2 separate regions of the Lactuca sativa genome follow, and region 1 is linked to region 2. A link is a contact called in public Hi-C data. All regions are on one chromosome and are shown on one strand. Each heading gives the region's core, a stretch centred on a gene start, on an enhancer-like site or on the middle of the called end of the contact. The rest is flanking DNA. Distances are from core to core; before and after follow the strand shown.

Region 1 (3,929 bases), core at 610-3,109, 200 kb before region 2:
AAGCTCGACGACAAGAAGTAATTCATGCTAAAAAACAACACTCTGTTAATTGCTACTAATGGCATCAAATAATTCTGAAAAAGAATAAAAGAAGGAAACATGGCACAAAATAATGTAATCTACAGAAAATCAAAACCCCACCATAATTATGTAGAAAAATGCCATTTTTGTTGATTAATTATAGCTTTGAGTGCATTTCAAGAAAATGTCATAACCTTCTAGATATATTCAAGCATTCACATTGAGGACCTAACATTTCATCAAGGTCAAATAATTTCACCCAAATCCATCGTTACTCTCATAATTATTAATTCATAGAAATCAAGAAAAAAAGAATATGAATCGTTGGGTTTTAACAGAGATAACTTCTAAAGATGTCAAATAAAAGATTTGCCAAAGATTCACTCATCTTCTTAAATTAAATAATAAAAAAAAAAAGATAGATCATTTGTAAATTTCGCTACTAATAACTTGCACTCACAAATTATTGAAGCAGAGCAAAGAATAAAAGAAGAGAAGACAAATTTAACTGTATAACAATTTCCCAAAAAAGAAAAACACAACAGAGTAATCCAGAAATAATTTAGAGAAAAAGGTTTTTATACAAAAATGTGAAGATTAAACTCTCAATGAATCCAATCTCTAATGAGATTTTAACAGTTAAACACGTTATTAATAGAAGCCATAAGACGACAAAAATACCTGCAAGAGCGACAAATATGGCGAAGCCCATCAGTAGAAAATCCAGAACATTTATCAAGCTTAAGAACCTGAAGAACAGACCCACGCTCGCGGGCTAAGAGTTCAAGATCTTCATCCTTTACAATCATCCTTCTGAAGTGCACAGCTTTTATGCAACTGAAAGATTTCGCAATCTCCTCCACCCACGGCGTTGCAAACCCACCCCAGTCCTCCGGAATCAAGTTATACATGGCGGCGCGTGGCTTCCCTTTTATTGTCAAGGACTCTAGAAACGGGAACCTCCGTGAGAGCTGTTTAGGAGTTGCCGTGTAACACAGCGCTATTGTTACGTGTTTTCGTGTATGAGCTTCGAGTTGCCATAACCTCCGGCAGACCAAAGATATGGACTGCCGGTCACGTGTGTCGTGTATGTACGATAACACGCACTCGAAAACGATGTCAGACATGCCGTGAACTCGCTGGGACGACTGGCTGATGTAGTTCCGATCCTCCATAATCAAATTCAAGAAGTACCCTAGTTGGAATCAAAAAAATTACAAGCTTATGATTGGATTCCCAGAAAACCAAGTTGAAAACAGTGAGTCGGAGGGATTCTTGGAGAAGAATTAATGAGGGAAACAAACCAAAACCCAGAAAGATACAAAAATCCAACTTCAAATCAAGAAAGTTTTTTGAGATTCGTGACTAGATTACGAAAACTGGAACTGAAAAGAAGGATTTAGGAAAGATTCGTATGAGAAAACAAAACCTCGAGTTGAAATCAAGAAAGAAACAAAAACCGACTTCAAATCAAGAAGGTTCAAAGATGGATATAATCCGATTAGGAAAAACCAGGTTGAAAAGATTTCTTTAGGAAGGATTCCTTATTAGAGATAAAAAAGAGATGTAAACAATTAGAGAATTTAGGAGTGACGAGATCCACGAATGGGGGGCTAGAGAGAGAAAGTTGGAGTGAGAGTAAGGAGCAGAGAAGTGCACGGTTAGGATTGGGTAAGAGATAGAGATCTGACGGCGACAGTTGGAGGAGTTTATATGGGGAACGATAAAAATGGAAAGTTGTTTTAAGAGGCTCTACAACCAAGAACTTATAAAAGAGAGAAGACAGTTGTGAAGAGATGGGGATTATTAATGATGTGCCAAGGGTTAATTGGGAGAACTCGTTAAAGATTCTGCAACTCTGCAAACGACAAGACACTGTTGTGCATCAGGATAACCTAAAAATACCATCACCAACTTTAACTTTTAATATATAGAGTAAATTACATTTTTTTTTCACTTTGGTTTCCTTCCATCTTCATATTTGGTCCAACTTTAACAAAATTGATATAAGTGATCCCTTTTTGTTAAAATTATCTAACTTCAATCTTCCTAAAACAGTTACTTTTTTAATTATTACAATTTTTTTCTTTCTGTTTAATTATTTATAATTATAAAATATCAAGGACCCTTATCTCACCTCCACCCCATAAAGACTAAAATTGTAACATTTTTTTTATCAACCACCTCCACCGATCAATATCACATTTGTCACTCATCCCCGCCATCCACGATGTCCTTCGCTAAACATCACCAACACTATAATTGCTGTCACCAGTCAACCACTTCTGCCATAAATAGGTGAGCATAGATGGGTACCCGCTATAATTGTCAGGAACCGAAATCGACGGTTTTTATTATGTTGGAGTAAAAACCGGTTTAACCAATTCTGTAGATTTTACTGTTTCTGGTACTGGATACCCAATTATTTTATTATGTCTTTTTATAATTCTCCAACTAAATGGTAGATAAATTACCATAAGACATTTAATCTAACAGTATCAAGATATTTAAAAAGGTGTGTGATACTTATTTTCTAAACTTACAGTGTAATAATTATGTATGTATGTAGTAAGAATTTTTATAATGTTTTTTGGAACAATATTAAACCTTATTAGTATAAGGGTACAAGTTGATGAAGCTACACATGAAAAATTACAAAGAAAACATAATTAGAAGAAATCACGACGCGACAAGAAGGGGTCACAACGCGTATTCTAAACAGTAATCGAGTTACGTAAGTTGAATATTGAACGTAATGTATTTTGGAGAAAACATGACGCAAAAAAGTCTTATCGCGGCACGACGAAAGTAGATTGCTTAACATTAACTATGAAGTTAAGGAGTGTTGGATATAAAAGTCTCGCGAAAAGTCAAAAGTACGATGCAGCCCAATATGGATCGCGACACGATGACGTTGCAGACATAGAAATAAGAAATAGCACTCAGTTGGTCATTTTGATCCCATATTCACAAAAATACACACTTAGGTGCAATTTTCATACACACACACGTCCAACAAATGTGTCGGAGCTTAAGAATTTCAAAGATTTAACTTTCAAATCCTTGTATCAAGGTAAGATACCTCCCTCTCTTGATTTTGAATATTAATTAGATGGTGAAATTGAAAGTTCTCAGTAAAACCCTAAATATAATCTGAAATTTCTAGGGTGAAATTAGAGTTGAGGTGTTGTAAAAATTGTTGGGTTTTCTATGCAACTATATACTAGATCATGGCAACGAAAATATCAAAAAAAATTATCATAAATGTACATGCACTCTATGATCTAAGTTTTACTATTATAGCAACGTACTTTTAAAACTAACTTAAGAAGCTAAAAGATGATGGATTCGAATACTAATGTTTAGATAATTTGATTGTCTTATAGACTTGAACTCTTGATGCTCTTTGTTGCTTTTTAGAAGACTAATACCCAAAGTAGAGTACCTATAATGTTTCACATCCAAAACCAAGAACCCTAGAAACTAAGGAGATAGATAGATAGATAGATAGAGCAAGGTGAGAAACTAAGTTTTCAACCTTTCAAGAGGATGAGAGGGACGAAAATATGAGCACCCCAAGGCCCCTTTATATAGTTGTTGTGGTAACAAGATAACCCTCATTTGAATCAATTAAATAATCAGATTTAATCATAATTCAAATCATTACCTTATTTGTTACTTCGATTAATTATGGAACCCTTCAAGGAGGCTCCACCAGCTCCGAGTTCCAGAATATTCCCTTTGTTCAACTAACAATTGAACAATTGACATTCAGTGTCTGTACATCAAATTAATCCCAAATTATTTCCAAATTAATTCTATTTAATTTTAGCTAGTTTTTAATTAATTTATTAATCATATAATAAATTAATAAACTATTATCTTAATCTCCTAAAATTATTTCTAGT
Region 2 (3,638 bases), core at 242-2,741:
AACGACTTGACAAATTTGATAAAATAAACCATGCCATTCCACCAATCTTTTCATGGTTACCTGCCTGTGTCATACAAATGACACCCAATTTCTTCAAATAATACATAATAAATAAATAAATAAATAAGCAACAATCTCAATCAAATAAATGCCTTACCCATGTACCAATTCACATTAAGTAGACCAAGAAAGAAACAACTCAACATACTCTAGAAACCTATGCATAAACACTTACAACCTCTTAGTATCTTACTAACAAGAACCAAACCGTTAAGCCCATTAAAATGCATCTAACATTCCTTTAAGCTTTAAGTGCCAATAAATGGAGAAAGTGACAGCTATTAGTACCCTGGGAATGAGGATGGAAAGCCAAAGTTATCAGAGGTGAGCCTTAAACCCCTGTATAATACTGACCAAAAACAAATTTTAACCAGGCTTGAAAATCCTAACTTCTGCTAGATTATCCAAATTAACAATTAAGACCGGGTAGCTAAGTGAACAACATTCCAAATGCTACCTAAGGTATGGATAGATCAAACATACTTTCATGCATCGTAATGAAGTTACAAAGTAATTACAACTAGCAACTACCTTGTACTGTTTGGAATTAGAAGAGTCCCTTGCTTGTCGATCTTGCCAACACGAATGGACACGAGCGGAACACACAAGCACCTTGCAAGCAAACCAACTTCTGATGGCTCAAAGTGCTGTAAGAAGCGTAAGAAAAACAAATTAGGTATAATCATCAGCATATTACATTATATATTGCAGTAATCAATGATAAGCATGTCACATTATGTATTGCAGTAATCTATCTCCGTTTTCACGTTTATAACCTCAGAGAATTTGATGTTTCTTGTAACAATTTGTCAAAGACTACACAAGATAGTTTCTATCTTACACCATGGAATGATCTAAGTGTATAACTAAATCGAACAGATACCTGGCTCAGATGCGACAGCAATCGATCCTCAGTCACGCCGCTACACACGTTAAGCTTTAGCAAGGGCTTCAACCTCTCATCAGCACGACAGGCTCCCATCACCTGCATATCAAGCGCATGTAGCCACTGTATAACCGTCCCTTGAACGCTCCGTTGTATCAACAATTCGTCATCGTTATCTCCATCACCAACAAACAAATCGGTCAAACGTTCCGCAAGTCCGATTCTATTTCCGTTCCTCCTTGTCGACGAATCTCCGGAAACCGCATCCGTAGAAGCCTGACCACGAGACAACGATGATGAATCTTCCGGTGATTTCTGCTGATCATCGGCATCTCGATCACCAGATGATTGTGATTTATCATGATTTTTCATATTGATTGATTTTAGGTTTTTAACACAAATTCTATATTCAAAATTAACGATTCCTAACAAATTAAAACAATTGACGATTCAAGAACCTAGATCAGAGATCTAATCGGAGGTTGTTATCGGATAAATTGTATATAATAACTGGTACAGAGGCAAAATAAGAGAGATAAGAGATGATATAAAGATATTTATATAGGGGTTGTAAGAGGATACGGACTTGAAAAGGAAATTTAAGTGGTATTGAAAGTGGAGGGTTGGAGTCCGGTGGGGACATGCTGACGCTTGGACCAGATCAGCAAAGTAGGTCCATGCAGCGGTCTGAATGTGGTAAAAGATGTGACACGTCCTCAATGAGCCGACTATTTTGTTTTATAGAGATATTTTATTGTTTTTTATGGTATAATCTTCCCGCCGCTATTGATATTTATTTTTAGACAAAATTATACAAAATAGTACCTGTGGTTTTTGAAAATTATCATTATAAGTTTCTAGGAAAATTTTTTAACACAAATGATCATTGTGGTTTTAAAAATTTATACCATATGTATTTACAGCTAACATTAATATAAAGTAAGGGTTTATGCTTGTGAGTTGAAAATGTTATCGTTTCTTAAATAATTTGAAGTTAAAAAAATAGGAAACAAAGTTTCTTATTTTATGTCGTCTCTTTCATCTGCACCATTGTCACATCCAATGATGTCGATGATGGTGTTGACATCGACGTCCCGTTCTCTATATTTGTCTTTCTTCACAAGATTGTACCACAGTTCCTGTAACATCTTGTTTTGAAAAGTTTCTTATTTCGGGATTGTGGAACATAATTTGATCATGGGAAGGCCTTGGGTTTCAACAAAATAAGGTTTAGACCTTATTGGTTATTGATAATATTAGTTATGTGATCTAAGCCCTTGATTAATGTTTTTGAGCCAAGGGTAAAATGGGAAAAGTGATGCTTCGAACTTCTTGGATGAATTAATGATTTTAGTTCAATATGTTTTAAGTCAAAAGTAATTATATAGGGTTGTGGAGCTTATCATTATCTTTTCATGCATATAAAAATCGCCGAAAATGGAGTTGTAACGAAGAAGTTATGTTTGTTTGAAGTTGTAATCAATTTTGGTGAAAAACCGTTGCCACAGAGTGGTGAGCAGATCTTCACAGAATAATGAGTAAGTTGTCACGGCGTAGCAATTTCCATGGAGTGGACAAACGTTGCCACGGAGTGGCAGTCTGTCAGGCCCAAACTCATGATTTTTAGGGTTTTCAATGTATTTAAGTATAAGATTTCGACATTTTGCCCATTTTATGAGCATCCATTGTATCTATAACCCTTTAGGAGAAACCTTAGCCTCCATCTTCAAGATTTAAGCTCCACCCCTCTCATTTCTCCTCTTTTAGATGCTTTGTATAATATTTTAATGCAACTTAAAGATCAAGAAGGTTCTTTTGGTTGCTATAAATGATGTTTCAAGTTTGGATCCATCAAAGACCCTATATTTTGGGACTATTGTGAGTATAAAGGAATGATGTTTTAAGTTTGTATGTTGCATGCATGGAGTAAGGGATCAGAGTCATTATGGACTCGGATTGATACGAACCCAATAGAGTCGACTTGGGCTCGGAGTCATTATAGACTCAGGGTTAATACGGACCCGACTGAGCCGACCTAGGCTCGGAGTCAATATGGACTCAGGATTGCTATGGACCCGATACAACTTTTTTATATGATAATGATCGTTTTGCCCTTTTTAAGCATAATATAGTCCAATATATATCGATACAACTATGTGTTGTTATATATATATATATATATATATATATATATATATATATATATATATATATATATATATATATATATATATATATATATTAGGTGTGGTATTTGGAAAACTCACTAAACTTTATGTTTATGGGTTGTGGTTTAATTGTTTTCAGGTTTTCTTATATTAAAGGAGGGGCAAGGCTCGATTGTATCGCATCCATTAGAGATTTCCACACATAAGAACTTTTGACCACATTTAGACCGTTGCATGGACTTTACTCATCGACTTTATGAAATACATTTTCCACCCCTCTATTTTTTTTAAATGTTACTTTGACCCTCCAACTTTGACTTTGTAAAATGTCACTTTTTAATCAATTATCATTCCTAATATGCAACAAAAACACGTAAAAACATACGGCAAAACGCAGACTCAATTACTAGTTTTTATATGGATAAACATTTTCCAAGGAAAAAGTTTTTAGCTTTTATTTATTAGTAACTTCAGAAAAACAAAAACTAAACAATTACAACACCTTAAAACAATGTTATATATTT

The links. A called contact is a pair of places that touch in the nucleus more often than the background predicts.
Region 1: a contact with region 2 is called in a Hi-C map of leaf, with 4 times the contacts expected there. The contact joins the promoter of LOC111901304 here to the promoter of LOC111901305 in region 2. A contact is called at or near these places in 3 of 4 Hi-C or Micro-C datasets (leaf and seed).

What each region holds. Positions count from the first base shown.
Region 1 is chr2:219,183,599-219,187,527 of Lsat_Salinas_v11, reverse strand. It overlaps LOC111901304 (coronatine-insensitive protein 1), which reads right to left and starts at 1,859. Exons shown (of 3, transcript XM_023897158.3): 1 at 703-1,859. The coding sequence starts at 1,196.
Region 2 is chr2:218,983,931-218,987,568 of Lsat_Salinas_v11, reverse strand. LOC111901305 reads right to left here and starts at 1,491. Exons shown (of 4, transcript XM_023897159.3): 1 at 944-1,491; 2 at 592-707. The coding sequence starts at 1,318.